2 separate regions of the Macaca mulatta genome follow, and region 2 is linked to region 1. The links are chromatin contacts, called in public Hi-C maps. All regions are on one chromosome and are shown on one strand. The core of a region is the stretch at or near the end of the contact, and the rest is flanking DNA. Distances in the headings are between cores, read along the strand shown.

Region 1 (5,624 bases), core at 1,968-4,467:
AACAACACCTGAATTTGTATCTCAACAAGTTTTCCAGATCAAGGCTGCAGGAGGAGAATGTTGACACACCCAGCAGAGGAAATTCAAAGTCTGAGTCAAGCCTGCGCTCTGCTTGGAGGTGAAGTGTTTTACATCCTGGGGGCCTGGTCTTCCTACCAAGCACCCTGCCCGCAGCTGGCGGGGTGGGGAAGGCGTTGTCAAGTGAATAAAACCGCACAACGTAACCAGCATCAGGAAAATGGCCGCTCTTGCCAGCATGGTGTGGCTGCCTGAAACCCCTCCGTCATAGCTCCATTCCATTGATCTAGGAGAATGGTAGACAACCCCCTTTTCAGGCACCCAGACACCATCCTTGGTGGGGCTCCTCCCTGTCACACACAAATCTATACCAGCTAACAGAAGCTGCGAGTCTCAGGCCTCATGGTGACCTAGTCCCCTGTAGGCTTAGTCACACCAGGAGGAAGGAGACTCAGGCTCGAAAAGCCACCAGGCAAAGCCCACATTTATTAAGCACTTACTGAATGTCAAGTACAATGTTAGTGCTTTTCACGATCATCTCATGTAATCTTTGAGATAGGAATGAACACTCACACTTTACAGTCGAGGAAACCAAGGCCCAGAGGGGTGTGACTTGCTCAAGGAGTAATGTCATGGAAAGGGTGACATAAGCATACTTGACTCCGCTGCCCACACTCATAATTACTATGGCCTACCGCTCCCTCCAAATCCCAATAGCAAAGGATCAGCACTAAAGGAGGACAGACATACTGAGGAGATTCAAAGAGATTCATGACCATCCGGGCAATCCGGGAAGGCTTCATGGACCAGGACCCAGGATTTGAAGGACAGGTGATATCTGACAAGTGGACATTCCAGGAGGAGCAAAGGTGTGTAGAGGTGCAAAAGCACGAGGAAGTTTCCCGGCCCTCAAAGCCAACCCTGTAAACTCATGTATTATTGGACAAGTGGGGAAGTCAGGGAGAGAAGGTGAGAAAGGTGGGCTAGGGCCATATTACAGAGAATGGGATGATGTCAACCTGGGAGAGCTCTCTGGGTCTGACCAGGCTGAGAAGGGCCAGACCATGAGTGGCATGGGCAGCAGAACCCAGCCCCCAAATCTGGGGTATCCAGCACTCAGGTATGCAGGTCCTTTGCTGGAAGACAGGACACCCAAAGCCTCCTGCTTCTCTGGACTTGTGAAGCCACAGCCGCCATTCCCCAATCCCTCAACCCAGACACCTGGACAACAGGGAGAAGGGGTGCAGGAAGAAGGGAGCAAATTCATTCCAGACAGATCACATGGATCCCCTGCCATGGGCAGCCCCTAAAGATGCCGTCCACATTTTCAATGCGGACCCAGCTTGAAAACCCACTGAACCCTTCTGCAACTTTTTACTCTTCTTACCAGGATTTAGAGAGCTTACAAAGAATCCTGATTAGTTAGACTAAGGAAATTACATTTTCCCTGCTAATTGAGCTAAATTTGTGGAAATACTTTGTTACGCATACATTGAGATTCTTGTAATTCTTGTAAGATTGTGTGTGTGTATGTGTGTGTTTAAAGCCTTCATTACTACAAATACTAAAACAAAACAAAACATTTTTAACCACCCAGATTGTCCAACCCTCTCACTGAGTGAGGAACCAGAAGACCAGAGAGGGTCTGGGCGTTGCCTGGGGTCACACAGCAGTGAGTGGCAGAGCCCAGGGGCCCAGACTTCCTCATAGACTCCAGCCCAGTGCTCCTTCCACACTTCCATGCTGGCCGGGGAACTGCTGGGGCCCGAGGAAGGGCTGAGAGTGGGCCCAGTGCAGCCCAACTTGAGGGCTCATCAAAACCTTGGCTGAAGAGACTCTTCACCCATGTCCCTCACCCAGATACCATGGAACCTGGCTCAGTCATTCCTCCGCAGAGGGAAGATAACATGCCTTGGAATGAGCACTGGCTGGGGAGTCAGAAGTCTGGGGGTCCAGCCCAGCCAGGCCACTTCTTAGCTCAGCAGCACTGGGCTGCTCCTGTCACCTCCCTGGCTTTCTTGGCTGTAAAAAACAAAGAGGAGAAACCCCCTGAAAACAAACGGGGGTCGGGGTGGGGGCAGGTAACACAGCCCCTGTAGTCACGTGCAGAGTGAATTGGAAACCAGCTCTGGAGTCACACTGCCTGGGACTGAATCCCACTTGAGTGCTATGTGACTTACGCAAGGAACTTAAACTCTCTGTAATGTTTCCTCATCTGTGAAATAGGGATAATAATAACAGGACCTACCCCCATAAACCAGTTGTGAGGAAATTAAGCAAGATACTTCTGTATATGTGGAGGGTTCAGGATAGCACCTGATACATAGTAGGTGTTCTGCATAACTGTATAAATAACTGTAAAAAGTTAGATGCTATTGTTACTGCTCCTTGAGCCTCCATTGACCCCACACTCCCTACCCAGGTCATGATACATGCTTGGAAGACTCAGATGTCTGTATGCCCAGAGCCTAGCCTCGTGCCTGGGACTTACAGAGTAAGAGTTGTGGCGGGGGGGAGGGGCGGGGCAGCAGCAGGAAGGGGAATTGCTCAATACACACTCCTGGAAATATTAATATTGTGAAGTGGATGCATGCAATGCACTGAGCCCCCCTTCCCTACAAACTCTCCCTACTACACCCAAAGCAGCTCCTCCAGGACTCAAGGGCTGGTGAATGAATCTTTGAATGATAAATATTCCTATTTTGATGTCCATTAATAATGAGCTTGTAGGCAAGATGAGTCATCTAGACATGGTTCACGGATATCCCTACAATTCCAGAGCCACAGAGTCAACGATCCTGGACATTCATTCATTCAACAAACATTAACTGGGTGCGTGGCAACCTACTGATTCATGAGTTAGAAGAGGGTAAAATATTATGTAGAAGCCATACTTAATGTTATTGGACACGTGTTCCCTAAGCGCCTATCCTCTGATCTTGTGCAAACTATACTTATGTGACCTTGTTTATGAATTAACGAGGGCCAGCTAATCCTTCAGAAGACTCCAATTTTAGGTTTGCGCAAAAGCCCTTCAGCCTTTGCAAACGAGGACCTGTCTTTCTGGGTTGAGCTAACTCCTCTGCTAGTTAAAAGCTTTCTGTGTCTTTAAAAAGGGGAGGCATCCTGTCAAATGGTCCCTAAAGCATAGGCTGAAGGCGCGTGAAGTCCCACCCACTTTCTATGACGTCCTGCATCCCGGCTCCTGATTGCCCGCCTGAGACGTCAATTGCGGGGCGTGTGTCTTCCTGGGACACAGTGGAGGTCTAACCTTTGGTTTGCGGAGTGGTCGGGTGTATTCTCCGCCGCCCCCACGCCCTCGAGGTCCCCGCCACCGAACCAGCGGCGGAGCCCGCCCGCGCCTCCCGCGGCACTCCCGCACCGGATCGCTCCTCGCTGGGGCGGGACCTGGCCTGGCGGCTCCGGTCACTATGGTCAGTGATCGTGGGGGATCGCGAACGGGGAGCGGGCAGGGGGCGCGGTGGGCGGGGTCGCTGTCGGAGCGGGTGCACCTGCGGGACGGGGGTTGGACGCGAGGCTCAGCCCCCAGACCACCCCCGCCGCGTTCCGAACCCCTGAAATACGGAGTCCGGACGGATACTGGGGGCCAGGTCGCGCCCCGCTGTCCCCCGTGGACGTGCAGCTGAGGAGGTCCAGCTCGGCCCCGAGTCCCCGCCCCCAGCGTGTCCGCCCCAGTTGGCCCTGGTCGCCGCCTCGACGGCGCTGGGTGGGCGCCCTCGACGGAAGCAGGGACAGGGAGGCTGCAGCGCTATGGGTCGCCTCCTCTTTGTTAAGTAGCCCCCCAGTCAGCAGTCCACGGCCCCTCCCACCCGAGGGCTCAGCCGTCAAAGACCAACCCACTCCTGGCCCCTGCCCCAACCCCACGAGGGGATCTAGGAGTTGCACAGGGGACCAGATCGTCTGTCCCTGCGGGCGACTAGTCCGTCTCCATTTTTGGAGTCGGGACCCACGTGGAGAGGTTGCCTTAAGTTGTGAGGCACATGAGTTAGGGGTCGGGGAAAAGAAAATACTCAGGAATCCCTGATGGAGAGTCCTGTCTGCACAGAACGGGGCCCAGAGACCCTCTGAGCCAGGCTAACCCTGGGCTTGGGCAGGTGGGGAAACTGAGGTCAGACAGGGAAGGGCTGGTACTGATAGTGGTGGTCCTGGGACTTGAACCCAGGCCTCTGGACTCTCAGTTCAGTACTCTTTGTGTTACATCAGCTCACCTTCCAGGTTGCCATGGGGTCAGGCATCCTGCAGGGGACTGGGTGGGATGGCTGCCTAAGACCCTTCAACCCTGAGCAGGGGGGAGCCTGTGGAGTGAGGGCTGAGTGGCTTGAGTTGGGGCCACACAGCCCCAGGTTCAAGTCTCACTTCCACCTCCTGGAAAGCAAAGAGGCTTTGGTTGGTCCACTCTCCCCCTCAGCACCGTTTTGCACATCTGTAATGGGCTGCTGTGAGAACCATGTGAGATGATTAGCTGGAGCTTTTCCTGTGACAACAGAGTCCTGGAAATGGGTGTGCACAGATGCCTGGTTCTTCAAGCTTAGCCTCCTCTCTCCTATGACTGGGCAGGAAAATGGGTCACCGCAGCAGGATGCTGCCAGGCTGGGGCATGGGTCAAAGCCTGGTCATGGCCTGGCATGATCTGGGTGTGGCATAGGCAGCCAGGGCACTCGAGCTGGGACTGTCCTTGCCAAGCCAGCTTGGGGCGTAGCTGGGGGCCTCTGGGGCATCTGGAAGCACCAGCTTCCTGCTTCCACTTGGTGCCCAAGGGTTTACCTGGTTGAGCTGCTCCTGGAAGGCAGCCCAGGTGTTTCTGCATCACCCACCAGGGAGGGATGGAGCTGGGGTAATGATGGGCTTAGCCACCCGGGAGCTGGAGGCTGGCATGCCCTCTGGCCACCACTCGGCAGCTGAGAGCACAGCAGAGGCGGTAGCCGCTCTTTGTGCCATGCAGTGAGGCCGCTCACTCTGCCCCCTATGTGCCCTAACTCAGGAGACTGGAAGTTAGAGGGCAGGTGGGGTCCAAAGCCCTCACACCTCACCGGGGGCTTGAGTGCCTTGGCAGTGGATGAAGTGATTAACCCACTAAAATAGGATGTCTGTCTGGGAATCACAGGGGTGGAGGCAGTGCAGGGTCTGTCTGTTCCCTTCCCTTCACGTGGCATTTATTGAGCACCTACTGCATGTGGGGACCATACTGGGCCCTATACTGCATGGTGGGTTTTTATGTTGAACCTGCATTGTGTGGATGGTGGTGAGTGTGTGTGTGAGACAGAAGGAATATCCTTGGAAAATACAGCAGCTTCTTTGCTTTCCTGTTTCTACATCACTGGGCTAAGCTTGAGGAAGGGCCCCCCGTGGAAGACACAAAGCCCCTTGGGAAGATAGGGGTGAGACAAGGACCAGGCCTCTGGCAGGGAGTACAAATAGCGAGGAGTCTCATGCACTCAAGGTGCATTTCATGTTTGGCGAATGAATGAATCAGACATAAGCAGGAAAACCACAGGGGCCTATTGTGCTTTGTTCTGTTATTTGTCAAACAGGTCCCCAGTGGGCGCCTTTGTCAGGCCTGTGCTGGGCACTGTGACACTAATGAG
Region 2 (5,624 bases), core at 1,416-3,915, 160 kb after region 1:
ATATCTGTATATTCAATCAACTGTTCATTAAGAACGTCCTCCAGTTTTAGATGATACTTTTACAAAACCCAAATGTGAGATAATACTTCTTAGCTGGAATAGGGTAAAGTTGACAGGTAATATTTTGTATCATTTACAAATCAAAAGGCACAGAATTTCAGAAATTGACAGAAAGGGGAGGCTGTAAGATATTTGCTTAGGAAAACCACCTCCTCATGTGTTTGCCTCTTCTCCATCCTCATCCCATCATGTTTCTGTCCTCTTCTACTTCCCTTCACTTCTCCTTAGTAAAGTAGGGATTAGAAAACCTGAATTTTAGCTGTGGGCATCATTACTGACCATTTTGCTTTGAACTTCAAAGGCAAAATTGAAAAACAAAAGAGCCAAGAATGGGAAATTCACTCTACTAGATCTTAGGATGTATAATTAAGCCATAGCAATAAAATCAGCACAGCACTAGCACAGGAACAGATCTAGATCAATAGAATAGCAACAAGAACTCAGAGACAGACGTGTGTGTCTCTAGGGCTTGGCATATGATACAGATGCCATCATGCATCGGAGGGGGAAAGATGGATTGTTTGGTGGTTGCTGCTGGGAAAACTGGTTCACTAAATAGAGTTAATAATTATACTGTATTCCTACTCACACTGTATGCAAGGTGAACATCAGATGGATTAAGACCTGTGACAGGTAAAAGTATGAAGCCAAATAGGGGAAAATGTAGGAGAATATTTTGCAACTAATAGGTGGGAAAAGATTCTTAAACAAGACCCCAAAACCACACTCCACAAGGCTAAAATTTGATGCATTAGGCTAAATGAAAATTAAGGATTTCTCCTTCATCGTACCATAGCAAAGACCAAGCAAACAGGATGCATGAAAGATTGAGAGAAATATTGGCAATGTTTTTCTAAAACTGACAAAAAATTAATATTTAGAACATATAAGAAACTCAACTGCTAAAATTCATTCAGAAAAAATAATAAAATCCAGCAGAAAATAGGTAAAGGATGTAAATAGATAATTCACAGAAGGAAAACAATCTCGACGGTTCTTAAGTATATGGAAAAATGGTTAACACCACCAATCAAAGAAATACAAATGGAAATTACAATGTGATACTACTTTACTGATTTCAGATTGACAGAAATTAGGACATCAGATAATACCAAATGTTACCATATAAAATGGGAAACGGGTACCTTCCTACCTTCATGTGCCATTGGTGGGTGTGAATGGCAAAGCCATCTGGAGGGCAACATGACAGAGTGAAACCAAATACTGTGGACTTCATGACCCAGGGACTCGATTTCTTATGTTCTGTAAGGGACACGTCTAACACCCATTCCAGCATAGTCTGTGGTAGCAAGGACCTGCTGGCGACCTAATTGTCCGTTATTTGAGGAATTGATAAGTAGAATATGATAGACACACAAATCAAATACTATTATTAGTCATAAATAATGAACTCTGGTTGTATAGTGTCACATGGATAGATCTCTAAGACACTGAGAGGAAAACAAGGAACAGAATGAGTTCTTATCACAATGCCGTTCACGTATGTTAAAAACAGACACAAACCATGTATCTTTTGAGGCTGTATAAGGTGCATGAACTGGGACATACCTTAGTAGAGGAGAGGGTGTATATGGCGGGTAGAAGAATGGGTGTGGAGAAGGAACGAGTGGAAAATAAAAACGAAAAAGAAAAGGGCCTTACTGACTGACTGACGAGCTGGAGTACGAACATAACTTGTCCCTAAGGTCCAAAAAAACCTCCCCAATTCCCCTTCCATCTCGTCCCATTCTTAACAGAACCAAGTGCAAGGGACTCAGCGTGACTGTCCAGAGCAGGGCTTCTCTTCACCAACGACCTAGGTCCTCTTCCCTCTACCCACCTCGCCAAGCCCTCGGTGCCCGAGCCCCGAGCTCTACTTTGACGGCACTTCTCAAACACAACCAAACACACCCAGGCTTCAACCCCAGACGGGCTTGCTTTTATTATTTCTTTTGGGAAAGCTAAGATTCAGTTTAAGTGACTCTTCTCCGGGAGGCCTTTTCCGAATGCTGCCCTTGCCCAAAAGCCAGCCCCTCCAGGGCTGTATTCCCACAGCCCCCTCCCCCGTCAGCCCGGCACCCCGCGTTCTAACTGCTTATTTTGGGCACTCAGCGCTCCCCTTAGGGCTGGAGTTGTGTTAGGGGGGTCTCTGGGTTCGCGACCCGCCAGCTGGGGTGGGCGGTCCTGGGAATAACCGGACACTTAGTTAAGTCAGCAGGTGCAGCCGCAACCCAGCCAGCTCACTCTCCTCTGCTTCCGCTCTCATTGGCTCAGCCTCCCCGCCCCCAGGCCCCGCCCCCAGCCCGCCTCAGCCGGCTGCTGGAGGCAAAAGGCTCTGCGCACGCGCCGTGGGGTGGGGCGCCCTTGGTTGGGGGCGGACGGGGGTTTAGGAGGACAGCGAGGAACGGGCGCAGAGGGGTGGCGGGGCCGCCGCGTCGTTGCGCGGCAGTTGCGTCCTGCCTCGTGCGCGCGGCACCCGGGAGGGGGCGGGGCCGAGGTGGGCAAGGTGGCGGGCCACCGCCCCTGGCCCCGCCCCCACAGCCCGCCCGCGCGCCTCGCCCCGCCCCCTCGCCGGGCCCGCCCCGCCCCCTCGCCGGGCCGTGCTCTTGCTCCCGCCGCCCGCCAGCCTCACGCTAGGCTCCGGCGGCCAAGAGCGGGAGAAAGTCCTGCTGGTGGGCGGCCGCGGGGCTGAGCGCGTCCGGCATCCCGGGGCCGCTCCGGCCCGGGCGGCGAGGGTGCCCGGCGGTCCATGCATCCGCCGCCGTCCGCCGCCGCGATGGATTTCAGTCAGAACAGCCTGTTCGGCTACATGGAGGACCTGCAGGAGCTCACCATCATCGAGAGGCCGGTCCGCCGGAGCCTCAAGGTGCGCCCCGGGGAGAGGACCTGCCCTCAGGGCGTCCGGCCGCCTGCCCCGCGCTGATCTCCGCCCCACCCCACCACCCTCCCCTCCTTCGGGCCGCCGGGACCCTCTCGGACCGGCCCCTCCGTCCTCCTCCAGCCCCTGTTGCCGTGCCGCCCTAAGCCAGCTCCTCCCGGACCCTTCCTCAGCGCGGACCCAGTCCTCTCTAGTCTGGATCCCCATCCGCAAGGGACGGGTCCCTGCCCCAGCCCCGACCCGGCGCCAGCCCCGCGGCCCTTGCCCCTTCTGAGGCGTCCGAATCCCCCCGGCTCACCCCCAGGAACGGCCGAGCCCCAGCCCTCGGGGCAGCCCCAGCGTCCTCAGTCGCGGACCCCCTTCCTTCCGCCCCCCGCCCCACCCCGCGGGAGCTGCCCCTCGAGGCCGCAGCCCACCTCTACCCGGTCCTCTCCTGGGCTCCCCAACCTCTGGTCCGCTGACGCCGCCCGGGTTCTGGCCCCAGGCCCACCCCTCGGTCCACACATTCCCGACTCCTCCCCCCACCTCTCCCCGAGACACCACCCAGCGTCCCGTCCGCTCACCCCCAGCCCACCAAGTCAGATCAAGCTCGGGTCCCTCTGCCCTCGAGGCAGCCCGGCCTCCTCTCGCTTCCCAGCCAGCACCCTTTCTCAGTGTGGTCCTGGTCCCCGTCTACAAGCCCTCGCGACCCTTTGCCGCCCTCCTGAGTCACCGCGCATCCTTTCCTCCCAACCCCTCCAGGACTCTAGCTGGGACCCTGCTCCCCAATCCCTTGAGGGAGTCAACCTTCAGCTTGCTCCCCCCACCCCCACCGGCTCTCCCACCCCGCAGAGTCATCTTCCTCCCAGAGGCTCCAACCTTTAGCGCCAGCAAACCTAGTTTACGGACAGGACCCCTTTCCCCTGGCCATCGCTTAATTAGCTGCTTTAGCTCCTCTCACTCCCACCTGCCGCAATATCTCAAATCTCTGGTTTCTTCCAGCCCCAGAGTTGATTTCCTTCCCTCCCCCACTCCAGATCTTGTCCTTTTCATGCCTGCTCGGCTGCAGTGTTCATCCATCCCCCTTTTAGCATTTCTTGGGGTGGAAAATGCTGGAGAAATAGCCGTGAGGTATTAGAGATAAAAGTGTGTGTATTTATTCGTTTTATAACATGCGTATGAAATGGATTTCAGCCAAGGTTCTGAAGCCACGATGCGATTTTCAAGCTGCAATCCAGAAGCTAGAAGGATAAAAACAGAAAAAAAACAGTCCCCTCCCCAAATTCGACCACCCAATTAGAGACTTCCGTGATTGATGTCGCCTGGTATCCTCAGCTCCTTGATTAGTTTTCATTGTTAATGCTTAATTGTGAAACTTTTTCATTCGTTTATCCTCATAGAGGGTCACTGGGAGGTTGGGAGGCAAGACTGACCCAATGTTTGTGGTGCATAAATGTGTATTTTACCCTTGACAGACACCAGAAGAAATAGAAAGATTGACAGTCGATGAAGACCTCAGTGATATTGAAAGGGCTGTTTATCTGCTCAGGTATTTCCTAGTCTTTCTGTGAAATTGCTCTTTTTTTTCCCCCTGTGGCAGCAGAGATCAATGCTTTCTAAAATGTATGTTCCCGTTATGTTCAGATTTACTTAGCCACTTGAACAGAGTACTTTTGTGTGCATAGTACTTAACTATATTATACATTAGATTTGGCTGTGGACTTATGAATTTGAGAATTTAAATAAAACACCTAATTTATAGAATGTTGCTTGGAGGAGGAAGAGCAGATGGTTTGAGTTGAACCTCATCCTTTTTTTCTTTTCTGGCATTGGTTTTTCTCACTTAAGATTCAGTAAGTTTAGATGAGACTTGAGTATACAAGGATTAGTTTTAAGTTCATTGTAGAGTAGGCACATTATATGGGATCTACTATATGGAAAAAAATCCACAAATATGGTAGTTCATTTTGCTGTTCAGGATATCCTGTTTGTAGTACTTTTGCTATGCAAGCTTTATGATTTTGTCTGAGGGGTTTTGGAAACTTAGTTGATTTCAAACCATTTCACAGGCTCTACAGAATTGCTTAAGGCAAATGGTTACTGCGAATATTTACAAGATTTTTCTGAACTATTTAAAACATTGTCTTGTAGATTGAGCATCTTAAAAACTAGTACAGTGACCATTAATGATGTTTTAATTGATTAAAATCCTTTAGAAACAAATTTCCTACAGCATTTTGTGTATATTTAAAATTTTTCATTAGCTTACACAACATATTTTTCCCTTTTGGCAAATTAGTCACTCTTATTTTCCAGAATCAGATTTTGAAAACTGATGTAATTTACCTCCTAGGATATTTGTCATCCTTGTTTCCTTAGCTCAGTGCCAGTTCCAGGTACTGGCAAGTTTCTTGTTCTCCTTTCTTGTTTACAGATCATGTTTCCAGTCCCATGTTATTCATTGAATGATCCTGTAAAAACAAACAAACAAACAAACAAAAACTCCCTCTCCAGGTCTTCAATTTTCTTAATTACTTTTTTTAGCCTACTAAAAGTGGCATCATGAGTTTCTGTTGTAACTTTAGTCAGAATATCAGCATATTTACCATGTAGACCATTCCATCTGATAATTGTATCATTTAGAAATGTAACTGCATCTTAGACTTAATGTTGATGTTATTTTCCCCCTCTTTGTGATAGCTATGGT

What was found. Hi-C and Micro-C count contacts between places; a contact is called where the count stands out from the background.
Region 2: a Hi-C map of fetal cortex germinal zone shows a contact between it and region 1, with 2.9 times the contacts expected there. The contact joins the promoter of PPP4R4 here to the enhancer-like site in region 1. A contact is called at or near these places in 2 of 14 Hi-C or Micro-C datasets (fetal cortex germinal zone and liver).

The regions. Positions count from the first base shown.
Region 1 is chr7:167,287,569-167,293,192 of T2T-MMU8v2.0, forward strand. It overlaps OTUB2 (OTU deubiquitinase, ubiquitin aldehyde binding 2), which reads left to right. Exons shown (of 7, transcript XM_001095170.5): 2 at 3,274-3,452. The coding sequence starts at 3,450. Among named protein-coding and RNA genes, the nearest start is that of CCDC197, 39 kb to the left of the region's middle. Within about 2 kb of position 3,218, at least 31 of the 40 cell types and tissues checked have an H3K27ac peak or open chromatin away from gene starts, as enhancers often do. A contact at or near this core is called in fetal cortex germinal zone, where this site is marked.
Region 2 is chr7:167,448,048-167,453,671 of T2T-MMU8v2.0, forward strand. It overlaps PPP4R4 (protein phosphatase 4 regulatory subunit 4), which reads left to right and starts at 2,666. Exons shown (of 25, transcript XM_015144418.3): 1 at 2,666-2,926; 2 at 4,393-4,466. The coding sequence starts at 2,810.